Regions from separate parts of the Arachis hypogaea genome. Here region 2 is linked to region 1. Evidence: chromatin contacts called from public Hi-C data. All regions are on one chromosome and are shown on one strand. Each heading gives the region's core, a stretch centred on a gene start, on an enhancer-like site or on the middle of the called end of the contact. The rest is flanking DNA. Distances are from core to core; before and after follow the strand shown. Region 1 holds the start of LOC112802405 (protein indeterminate-domain 14). Region 2 has its middle 17 kb from the start of LOC112799813.

The links. A called contact is a pair of places that touch in the nucleus more often than the background predicts.
Region 2: a Hi-C map of an unstated tissue shows a contact between it and region 1, with 5 times the contacts expected there. The contact joins the enhancer-like site here to the promoter of LOC112802405 in region 1. A contact is called at or near these places in 4 of 8 Hi-C or Micro-C datasets (leaf and an unstated tissue).

What each region holds. Positions count from the first base shown.
Region 1 is chr5:103,841,659-103,848,107 of arahy.Tifrunner.gnm2.J5K5, forward strand. LOC112802405 (protein indeterminate-domain 14) reads right to left here and starts at 3,620. Exons shown (of 3, transcript XM_025845617.3): 1 at 2,882-3,620; 2 at 2,404-2,803; 3 at 85-1,534. The coding sequence starts at 2,990. The coding sequence ends at 433.
Region 2 is chr5:103,916,092-103,922,540 of arahy.Tifrunner.gnm2.J5K5, forward strand. No RefSeq gene overlaps it. Among protein-coding and RNA genes, the nearest start is that of LOC112799813, 17 kb to the right of the region's middle. Within about 2 kb of position 3,165, at least 1 of the 3 cell types and tissues checked has open chromatin away from gene starts, as enhancers often do.

The sequences.
Region 1 (6,449 bases), core at 2,370-4,869:
TAACCTTGTATCATTTTTTCCTAATTAGTCCTATTCCCCGAGTAACAATTTTAACATGTACTTCTTATCATTACATACACTACGTAACATAATTATCTTCACTTATACCAAATTTAATTAACAAATATCACAAACTTGCAACGAGTTATACATGAAGAACCAACACCATTAACACTCATCTCTATTACTTTTACTTTTCTCTCCCCCTCCCCAGCCTATTCATAATTAATTAACCCCGCTTACATTATATTAACCCCACTCACTTCACTTCTTCTTCTTCTTCACTTGGTATACCAATTCACAAAGATATAATTAATTAGCTCAAAAAATAGAAAATAAAAAAGGGTGGTAGTACATGGAAAGATGATAATGATGTGGATTAAGATGACGATCTTCTTCTTCTTCTTCTTCTTCTTCTTCTTCTTTCTTGTTCTAAGAGTTAGTAGCTGTAGATGCTTTCTTCCCATTATTATTATTATTATCAGTAATAGTAGTAGTAGTAGTATCATGATCGTTATTATTGTTCTCTATAACTTCTCCAGCACCTTCGGTGGTGATTCCAGAAGACATGTAACTGAGAACCAAGGAATTTTCATCTGGTGGTGCTGTAGCAGATACTGGTGGTGGTTGAAGATGAAAGTGTTGCTTGCAAGAATGGCACGTGATTTGCATGATGGTTGAGTTTATCTTCTTCATTGCATGTTCCTTGAGAGCGCAAGCTTTGTCGAATTCAGCTTGCGCTTGTTGCCTTATCCTCTTTGCATTGTTGAACTCTTGTTCCGCCATTTCTATCTGCCTCTTTGCTTGTTTCCTTGCTTCTTCTGCGTACGCTTTCTCCGCCATGGCTAACCTTAGTTGCTCCCTCGCTTGTTCTTGAACCCGTAAAGCCATGCTTGTTGCTGTCGCATGCTTGTTCTCGTTGCTGCTGTTGATGCTCTCTTTCGGTGACGAGTTCCTGTTTGATGAGTCGTTCTTGTTATTGTTCTCGCTAATGTCTGACGAGGTTGTTCCACCAATGGAGAGTTGCAGCTGTGTTGAATGCTGCTGGTTTTGAAGCTGCTGATGATGATTATTATCACTCTTTGGTGATAGTGTTAAATCAACATTGGGGATCGAATTGTTGTTGTTCATCATCATGGTGGTGGTGGTGGTGGTGGAGAGCTGAAGATCCAAGTTTGGGTGATGGAGTTTGTTGCTGGTGTTACTCTTCTTGAATAGGAATGTTTCAGCAGTGGCTAGAATTGGGGTAGGGTTAGTGTTGTTGAAGAAAGGTGGTTCTGTGGTTGTTGTTATTGGTTTTGTGATCACAACAAGGCTTGTTGGTGTTGTTGTTGTTGTTGTTGATGATGTTGGTTGCCATGGAGCAGTGCTGAAATTGGTTTCACTTCTTGAAGGGCTTGGACTTGAAGCTGTTCTTGATAAACATGCAGTTGGAGTTGGTGGTGGTTGATGATTATGATTATGATTATGATGAGATTCCGTCCTAAGCCTCCCCATGTTGCAAGCATCTTGATGCTCAATAAAGCTCTCCACCCTAATCACAAATACAAACAAAGAATAATCTTAGTGTTATATATATGAAAAAGAGAAAAAGGAAAAAGGGATGAAAAAGTGGGATATAAAAGGTGGTTGGGAAAAGGTATCGAGTGGGTTTTTCAAAGGGGAAGAAGGGAGGTTCCGTTTTCCACTAAATATGATAAAGGACAAAAGGAGTCAAGGGAAGCCAAATTAGAGAGATTTGCATTCTGTGTGTGCTCTAGTGCACATTCTATAAGAACAACCAACAATGTCAATGGAACAGATTATTACAAAGGAGAGAGAGAATCATGAAGAAACATTATTATTATTATTTTCATCACATTAAAAATTAAAAACAGTTAAGCGAAACCAACGGAAAAACTGTGTTTTGGGAACCGTGTTCTCCAACTGTCAATGAACAGTTCTAAGTATTGCTCTAGACAAAAATAAAAAGTAATATTTGGAAGGAAAAAAAAACACTTTTATATTAAGGTTCCATCAGTCAAATTATTTTTCTTATTAATTATCTTATTTTTTAGTTATCCAGAAAGGAAAAGAAAAAAATACATTTAATTTAACTTTTTCTTCCCAGGTCAAAACCTATGTAGAAACAATAGAGCTGGGCAAGGTCATCAGCTCAATTGCTCATCATCATTTCATTTAAAAATGTTAACAAGTAGAAAAAGAAGAAGAAGAAGAAGAGTAGCACATGAAATAGAGAGAAAAAGAGAAAAAAAAAAAGGTGATGAAACTCAAATTCTGAAATCATATAATAGATCCATCCAGTTTTATAAAGATACTGTTTTTTGGTAAATGAAAAGAATAATTGAAATTATTATCCGATAACGGCTAGGGAGCCAGCAGGTTTTGTGAGATTATGAATACCTGGAGAAGACGCGGCCGCAATCACAAGAGTGGCCGCGAGTGCCGCAGGTCTTGAGGTGAGCCTTGTAATCGGACTGCACCGCGTAGCCCTTGGAGCAGCGCTCGCAGACCCACTGTTTGTGGTTGCTGTGCTTGCGGCGGAAGTGCTTCTTGATCCCAACAAGGTCTCCGAGTGCGTGACAAGGGTCGTGGTGCAGGCAAGTAGGCTCCGGACACACGAAGACCCTCTTCCTGACCACCGGCGTCTCCCTCTTTAGAAGCTTCCACGGCACCTTGTGCCTCCTCCGATGCATCTGCAGGTTCTGGTCCCTTTGGAAGCCTTGGTTGCAGATCTCACACACATATCGATCCGATTCCAATAACGTCTTTGGCGACAGCGACACCACCTCTGCATCTGGATCTACATATTTCAATTCCAATCACTTATTAATTAACCATCAAATCAATAATAACTTGCTCGAATATTTTCTTGACCTACCTGGTGTTCCTGCGGGTCTTCTCTTCCTTTTATTGCTTGGAGTGCCATTACTATTATCAGCACAAGAAAATGGTTCACTTGGAGCTACTGAAGAGTTATTCGCTAACATGGTGACTGTAATTGTTGTTCTTCACTCTATGGCAATTGATGATGACGATGATGATGATAGAGAGAAGAAGCAGAAGAAAAAGAAGATAGAAGAAGAGGGAGAAAGAAAGAAAATAATGAAAAAACAAAAGCTAATTCTCCTTTTCTTTCTACCCTTTCGGTTTTCTCAGCTTTCTTTCTTTTTAGCTTGCTTTTGAGCTTTCAGCTTTATTTATTTCCTTTTTTTTTACTTCCTCTCTCTCTCTCTCTATCTATCTCACACACACACACACATAAGCAATAGCAGCTTTGTTTTTCTTTGGTTTTCTCTCTCTCTCTCTCTCTCTCTAATTCTCTATCTATCAAAGTCTCTCTCTCTTGTTGTTGCTTCCAACCCTCATCTTCAGCAGGGATTGTCTGTAATAGCCCCCCTTCACTTCTCTCCTCTCTCTCTCCCTTAATAAGCACTTTCAAAAAGAGGGACAGAGAGAGTGTGACCCAATCACAATGCTCGAAACTTGATCCCACAAGCACCTCTATGGGCTCCATTCATTCACATATATAAATAATTTTCCATTTAATTACAGAAAAAATCCCCTCACAAAGAAACAAAACCCTTTCATTATTTCGTTACACTGTAATTTCCTTTTTCTTTTTTTTTTCTTTTTTGCTTTGCATGCATAAATACAACCCCAATTTCCCCTACAATACACACGTAAGTTAACTATTTTTGTCACATTCTATATATCTCTGTATGTATGTATATATACACGCAACCGTTATTTATACTCTGTTTTATTTTATATAATAAGCCGATCATATTTGTTTCTCTATAAAAGATATATAACATATTTTATATAAAATGAATCATTTTAGAGATTTTTATGGTATTTTATATCTAGATACCCGTACTTTCAATCTAATCAATGATTTAACATTTATCTCTTAAAAATTTTAAATTTTAAAATTTATTTTTAAATTAATAAAATATATGACAGTTTCTCAACACTATAAAAATTAAATACCGATATGTGATATTCCATAATCATAATAATAATAATAATTTTCATCTATTTAATTTATCTATGCCATTATTTTTATTTCTCTCTCCAACATCACACGCTACATACGATCAAATACCATCCCTCCTATGTGACATGTTGGTAAGAAAATTAGGCTAAATTATTTCACTTTTGGGGGTTTGTTTAGATTAAATGGTGGTTGTGGATTTATCCATTCAAACAATAACGAAATGTGCTTTTTACTTGATATGTATGTGCATAGGTATTATCCCATGTAAGGAATTGAGTATTAATACCAGTATAGGTAAAAATTGAAATACATGTTCACCTACGTATATTGATGACATAGGATACATAATTATATACTAATTAATTATATATTTATTCTGAAATTTTGATATGCAAAAAAGAAAAGAAATTTTGCAATCTTTAAGATTACTAATTCATACAATAGTGCCAACTCATTGTTGTGAAAAACTAAAAATTTAGACTGCTTCATATTTTTCATCATTAATTCCTAGTTATATTTCTCTCTCTTGTGCAAGTTATAATTAAGTTGGGGGCAGATGTATCTTTATTGACCATAGTACCCATACTTGTGACTCTGCAGGAAGTCTTATTAATTTCACTTGAAGCAGCTTTTTGTAAAGGTGATTATGAGGATGTGAAGTCACCTTCAAGGGCAATGTTGTAATTTTAGTTCACAATTTTTCTCTCCCGGAGTTGCTTTGCTTTTTGGTAAAATGAGGGCATCAACTTAACAGTTGTGGGTTAAAATTGGAATTACAATTCCTTTATAGGTGAGGTTCTTAATTAAGATTGGCAAATATAAATGCCATATGTACTGCTACGGCAATTAAATTAATTTTTTAATTCCTTTTGAATATTATAATTTTTTTTAAAAAAATTGATTTCTATATTATTTTTTTCAGGTCTAATAATTGATTTTTGTCTCTGATATTATTTTGTTTGATTTTTTGTTCCATTACAAAAATAATGGGTGCCTTAAATCTAAATAGTTATGATAAAATTCTAAAGTATGTAGTTTGAAGAGTGCTTGTAACTTTTTCTATTTTCTAAAATTCAAGCATTGATCAGTTATAAAAAATTGAAGTTTCCTAAATAATAATCTAAGCTTCTAAAAATTAAAAGTATCATAAATTTTAAGGACTAAAATAAAATACTTTTAGAAATATTTGGATTTATATAAAAATATATAGCGTTATTATATAAGAACGAAAATCAATTATGCTTAAATAAAAGATTTGGAATTAAACAAAAAAAAAGTAAAGAGAGCAAAACAATGTCCAAAGCATTCACAAATTAAAGATTAGAGATATATTTAAGCCAAAATATAAAAAGGGCTCAAATGTAACTAACTTCGTGTGATCGAAAATCAATTTTTAAATAACCAAAGTGTACAAATTAGCATAATTTGATCAGTTAAGAGTACGTTTCAGTTTTAAAGAATGAGGAAATAATTTTTTTTCTAAATTTACTAACTGAAATAAATACACATAGTATCATCATGTACTTAATTTTCGATGGGTAAGTCTGTTAAACAACTTCTTTAACAACCTCTTTAATTCAACATGGCATTCTTTTAGCTGCGCTTTTTAGTCATAATTATTATTTTATTTTTTTAATAGAAGAATGTTAGAGGATTGTCAAAATTTATGAACGAAATTATGTCATTGGATTATTAGACTAAATAAATCGGTAATGCTAGAAAGATAAAAAAAACAACAAAAACTTATTTTATTTAACATTCATTAATTGTCGCAACAATTAATAAATGATAAATAAGGCAATTTATAATTATTTTTAGCTAATTTTTTTTTGTTACCAAATATTTTTAAAATAAATTGGAGTGATAGCTAGAAGTGATGGCCAAAAATAATAAATTCTATTTTTTTATATGACCTTTTTACTCTTGTTACTTTCAAATTGACATTAGTTTGATCCCCAAAAAATTTTTTGAGCATCAATTTATTCCTAATAGTTATATTTTATGTATTGACATCAATTTAATCCGTTCATAAAAAAACTCAGTAACTTGTGTTACAATTCATATCCTTATTAGTACATTAATGTATGATATATGTTACTTATTTATCTTCTTAATTAATGAAGGCGATAACTTTTATTTTTTTTCATCTTTTCCTCTATTTTTCTAATTTAGATATATTATCATTTATGTATGTCCTCGTATCAATTTAAATTTCTAAAAAAAGTGACTTCATGACATAATATAAAACTTCTATAATCTGAAAATATAAAGTTTGCTGATCTCAAAATAAAATTTTTTTGGCATAAAGTGAATAAAAAAAATCTTAGTTGAGGATTCAATCCCTAATAATGATGAGAATGGCAGGAGCAGGATATATTGTATAACAAAATACATATATACAAAATTCAGTTATCAGATTAATTATTATATATTTTTATATTTTTATATA
Region 2 (6,449 bases), core at 1,915-4,414, 74 kb after region 1:
GATGCTAATAAGTTCAAGAGCACACTTTGGGTAGATGCAAGGTGCAGAGCTTCGTAAGAATATTATGGAGATGTGGTGTCGTTCGACACCACGTACAGAAGAAATAGGTATGTATACTTATGGGTCAATTGCAAAAGCCTTTATTTTATTGAATTTATTTTTGTGTTCATCATTTGTTGCTGGTGTTTTCGCAGACATGGTCTACTGTTTGCATCCTTTATTGGTGTCAACCACCATGGAAAGTCTACTCATTTTGGTTGTGCATTACTTGGTAGCGAAGAGATCCCTAGTTTTGAGTGGGTGTTCACGTAATGGGTGAGATGCGTGGGAACTATGCCAAGAAAAATCATCACCAATCAATGCAAGGCCATGGTTAGTGCTATTAGGAAGGTCCTACCGAATACTGTCTACAGATGGTGCATCTGGCACATACTGAAGAAGTCACAATCAAAGCTTGGGGGTTATGCTAGGTACAGAGAATTGAATGCTAAGATGAGCCACACTGTGAAGAATTCTCCTTCTGTTGATTCTTTTGATGTTGATTGGTCTGGATTCATCAAAGAATTCGACCTAGGTCAGAAAAGATGGTTATCAGGTCTGTGACCATTAACTTAACTCGGGTTTATTTGTTGCATATGGTTTATTTATTTACCTTTGGTAGTTTTTTCGGTTTATCTTGGTTGTTGTGTCGATTTAAGAGTGTAGTCGATGTTCTTTTCAAAAATAAATGGATGGTTTCTCTCGTTAGGAAACTGGATGTTTTTTGTTTGTTTTATCTGTTCTTTGGACGTGGTCATCCTGTTGTGTCTAAGCGACACTCTTATGCTATTTTTTTGTAGATCTTTATGCCAATCGACAAAAGTGGATTCCAATATTATTCAAGGATGAATTTTGGCCAGTATAAGGAGTACGCAGAGGAGTGAAAGTATGCACGCATTTTACGGGCTACATTGCAAGAGTGGTTTGGTTCAATTCGTCCATGAATACGACAATATGCTTGAAAATAAAGAGCAGAAGGAGCTGAAAGATGATGCTTCAGACTCGAAAGTAGTCATCCCATGTGTATTGAGCACTACCATTGAGAGACAGTTTCAACGAAAATACATTAGTAATATGTTCAGGGATGTTCAGCTGGAGTTAAGGAAAAAAGCTGATTGCGTTGTTCGGTCAACTAAACACCAGGGTGATTCTATTTATGTTAAAGTGGATGAGCAGAAGATAGTTTGGAAGAAGACTGTGTACCGTACTTTCACAGTAAATTTTGACCCATTGAGTCACAAGAGTTAGTGCGAGTGCAACATGTTTGAATCTACCGGTATATTGTGTTGCCACACTCTTACTGTATTTTTATACTACAGAATTGACAGAATATCGAACTGCTATATTCTTTCTTAATGGAGTAAGAACGTCATGCACAACAGGTCGAGTTGAGTTATAAATAGTGTTGTGTGCAGATTTAGACCTAATTACATCCGACCTACTTGCTCTCTTTGTTTATTATAGTACATAGTTAAGTTTTTATACATATAATGAAGTTGACGTGGATTGAACTCACATCCTCTCAATGAAGTTAATGAATTAAAGATTACGTTATTTATAATTTTAATATGTATTTTATTATAATTTTGTTTTTTTTAAATTTTAATATAAATTTAATTTTATGTTTTATTAGTATGTTTATAAAATAAACAATGATTAAAATTATGTTTGATTGAAAAAAATTGATTTAGTTGTGGACAAAGTTGAATAGAGTTGATTGGGTAAAAAGTTTTAGGATATGGATAGATTGAGTTAGGGTTATGGAATCCTCAACCAGTGAGTAATATATGATTGAATTAAAAAAAAATAAATTTACAAATAGAATTAACTAGAGTAAAACTTAAATTTTATCGTATTCTACTAATTTTCAGTCTTAACTTTATCTCTTATTCTGATATCTCAACATATTATTTAAGTCCGAAAAAAAAAATACCCATAAATTTGTCTAATAATTTCATGTTTGGTTGAAGAATAAAAATAAGCTAAAATTTATTATGGATAAGATGATATATTTAATGTGTAATAAATTTACACATAAAGCTCATTCATAAAAATTTTTACTCTACTTTTACCCTCCAAACAAATTTACTTAAAAGGACAAATAAATGCCTATAAAAATTGGATTGAATCGGATGATTTGGTTTAATTAACCGAAAATTAGTTATTAAATTGATCCGATTTAGAAATAAAAAAATTGGTTGTTAGTAAAGTAGTCAAATAAAAAAATATTAGTAAATTGATTGAACTAGTTTCATTTTTAAGTGATTAATCAGTTTAAAATAGTATACTAATTTTTTTAAAAATTATAAATTTTATACATATATATATATATATATATATTATCCAGTTTAATTCTAATTAAAATTTAATTAAGCTTTTAAATTGTTGAGCCTCTATCTCTATTGATTTGATGACGGGTCGATTCACAACTTTGATAAAAATTGAAGCCTTTGATTATGTCTCACTATTCCTATTCTAATATTATATAACATTTCTTTATTTGCCTTAAGGGCAATATTAGGTAGGATATATATTGGTAAATAATAATGCATTTGTTTTATTTGAGTTCTGCAAAAAATATATATAAATATGGAATCTCTTTAATTATATTCTTATGGATTTAGCTAATCGCAATTAATCAGGATCGATAATTATTATTATTACCACGTTTTTTAATTAATTTTGACAATGAATATGCTTTATTTGGATGGAATATACACACATATATATGACTTGATGGTTGATTTAGTGGTATCAAACTGAATGTCATCAGCATAAAACAAATAAATAAAATAATTTGATCAAATAGTGTAGACAATACATGATTATTTGTCCACAACACCATTAGTGGGAGATGTATGGTCACTGAAATAATTGGGAAAAGACACATTGAATATTCAATAATTAAGAATTTGTTTTGAAGTAATTAGCAGCAAACTAGGCCATTAGGTATCTAGCTAGACTACTACTTTTGTATGAGAAAGACAATTTGGTCTAATCATATATAGAATAATATCTCAGAGAATGAATCACATTATATAAATATATAATCTATGTATATGCTTTAACTGCGCACTAAATACTCAAGTAGTGGATAATAATACTATTATGAAAATTGACACGAGATTATATATAAGAGAATTAAAGCACATTCCATTATAAATTAAATAATTAAGTTCCATTAAATAAGCAAGATCACTGACTGGGCCCAAAAAAATATTTAAATTTCCGAACCAAGACAAATTCAAATTCTCACTGCCACATTGTGCACATTCATGTATAGGAAACATATATAGGAACATAGGATAAGCAATATCAACATTTAAAAGATTCGGTTTTCTTGCTTACCCTTAATATATGTCAATTTTTATATTTTTAGTAAAGCATATAAGTGCACAACTACAAGGGCATAAAAAGTTTTCATAGAAATTCTGTGACATATTGGCATGTTAAATAATTTTCACGTGTGGGTAAAAGTTATAATTGAGACAAATTTATTCCATGGTTAAAAACCGAAAGTAGGAAACAGAAAAGTTGAAGAAAGTGGGCCTAATTTATATACTGCATGTAGGGTAAAGCACTTTGACTCACACACAAATTACGAGGCAATTCACAAATCTAGGTAATCATATAATTATTGTAAATTATTTCAATTTAGATAAATTAGAAGGCAGACATATGCATGATCATGAACATAATTGTTTAGATTTTACCTTTTGATTATATGTATATGTTTTTATTTCTTTAGGTGATCTATCAAGTTTTGACTTGTCAATATCATTAGCTATAATAAGGTGAAAGATGAGTAGTAATAGCCACAAAATGAATAATAGAGTGTTAGAAATATTGGTGTGGTGTGGGGTTCACAATCAATTAGAGTGAGGGTGGGATCTTTTCAATTTTAATGTAGAAATATAAATATAAAATATTCTTAAGTTGTCTTTGTCTCAATGAGGGGGTAGGGTGAGGGGCCTATAATAGTGTTTTCTTTCATTAATTATTATAACTATGTTGTGTGTATTATATCATTGTTTCTTCCTGGAATGATGTCTTGATTTGAATCCACTTGTCTTCTCATGTTGCCAGGTTGATGACAATAATATTAGCAAAAAAAATAAAATAATATTAATAGTCACCAGCTAGCTAGAAACTTATATGTAGTAGTATTTTGTTTCATTTTCTTTGTTTTAAATGCATGGACAAATATGAGAGACTTATTAAATTTCTCTGAATTCCATACAATGATCTTGGGATGTTGCAATCAATAATCTTGCACAAGACAAACAGATCCTTGTTCATCATCGTATCTCAAATCTCAAACCCCATATGACAAGGTGTGAGATGTTGGTTACATATGGCCATGTAGTTCTTGTCTATGTCCTAATGATCAAAATTCTTGCTTCTGATTAATTATGCCTCTTTTTTAATCATTTATTTATTACTATTATTATAATATTAATAATTATAGATGTTATGAACACAAGTTTTGATTGAAGCTATAGTAGTTGCTTTAATCAATCAATTCCGCACTCTCATGCTACTAACTACTAATTCATGCACAGTAGCTAAAGGGGTTGAAATTGAACAAGAGATTCCAAGTAGTAATTGAATAAGATAACGATAATTCTCTTTTTAGGAAACCTGTCCATGACTATTGTTTCTTAAATGAATAAATTAAGTTTTTAAAAATGTTTGATAATAAAAAATTAATCAAAAATAGTCAGAATTTGTTTTATTTAATATTTATTAATTATTATAATAATAATTAATAGATATTAAATAATTAATAAATATTAAATAAGATAAGTTTTGACTATTTTTTATCTTCCTAATATTATTGTTAAATTTTTAAAAAAATCATAAAAAATAAAGAAATTGATTAGTAATATACAATAAAAATTATTAGATATAATCTGCTAAAAATATATAATTATTTATGTTTCTATTCTTATCAATTTAAATCTTTTTAAAAAATAATTTCATAATATGGTATTAGAATTTTAATAATTTAAAGATTTAGGATTTAATCATTATTAAATACAAAAATAAAGAATTTACTATAAAGCCAATAAACGAAAAAAATTATACAAAAATTCACACAAATTCACAAAAAAAATTACATGAGTAAATATATTAGAGATATAATCAATTATATATCTTTTCTACTCTTAGAAAAAATAGCTTCATAAATAATTAAACAAAAATAAATTAGATTCAATAATATTTTGTTATGCCCATTATCTGATTTAATCATGAAAATGAAAAAAAAAAGGTTATCAATATTGTATTTAATAATACCTTTAATTTTTAGTGCAATTAATGAAGTGGAATTTTTGTCTTTTGCATCTATTCGATCTCAAACTCCATCAATTACATAGAGAAAATATATTAATAAATTATTTTACATATACTAACAGTTCTTGCAAATAATGTTGAATAATTTGTAGCATATGTCACTGTAACCAAAATTAGTATTGTTGATCGTAAAAAATAAGATAAAAAATATTGTAAATAAATAAAGGATTTTTAAACACTTAAATAATTGTAAAAAATGTTTTTAATTTTTTATAATCATTGACCATAAAAAATATTAAATTATTTTTTATGAAAATTGATTGATTATAATTATTGATGGTTAAAACAGTAAATGAGTATATGTAATTGATTAAATCAGATTATATTTGATTAAATTTAAAAATAAAATTAAGCCGATTCAATCCAAACGGTAATAAATTATATATTTTAGATTGGATTGATTTTTAGTTGAAAATTTATCCAGTCCATACTGATACTGCGAACATACCTATTTTCGATGATGAAAAGGATAAATATGGTATTATTATTAGTTATTGAACTCATAAAATCAGAAATTAAAAAATTAAAAAATTCAGTTAGAATTTAACTGAAATTGAACTCTACATAATAAAAAAATATATATTAATATTAATATAATATTCTGAAAGATGGATCGATTCACTAGTTTTTTTTAATTATTTTTTGTTTTAAACTGACATGGTGAAACAAACGATTAATCAAATTGAATTAACCGGTTAGATTCGATGATCAAACATATATATGTGTATGTGTGTGTTATATGTCTTAACCAAGTATTCTTATCCCTCAACATAGCCAAAAAAAAAAAGGCACACTAAGAACAATAATAGAAGAATGCGAAATATTCGTTAAGAAATTGAAATGGAATTTCAGTAATATTCTTGTCTCTCCTTTTATTAGGAATAACAATAAGTTGTGTATAACGAATTAAGTAGCTGTGATAAGCACATGATTCAAACCCCTTTTTATCCACAAGAATCCTATAACAAGTTATACAAATGATGCACCTTTGTGCCACCCAACATTAGTGAGGGCCAGTGGTGTTTTAAGAAAGATGATATGAAAATAACTACACA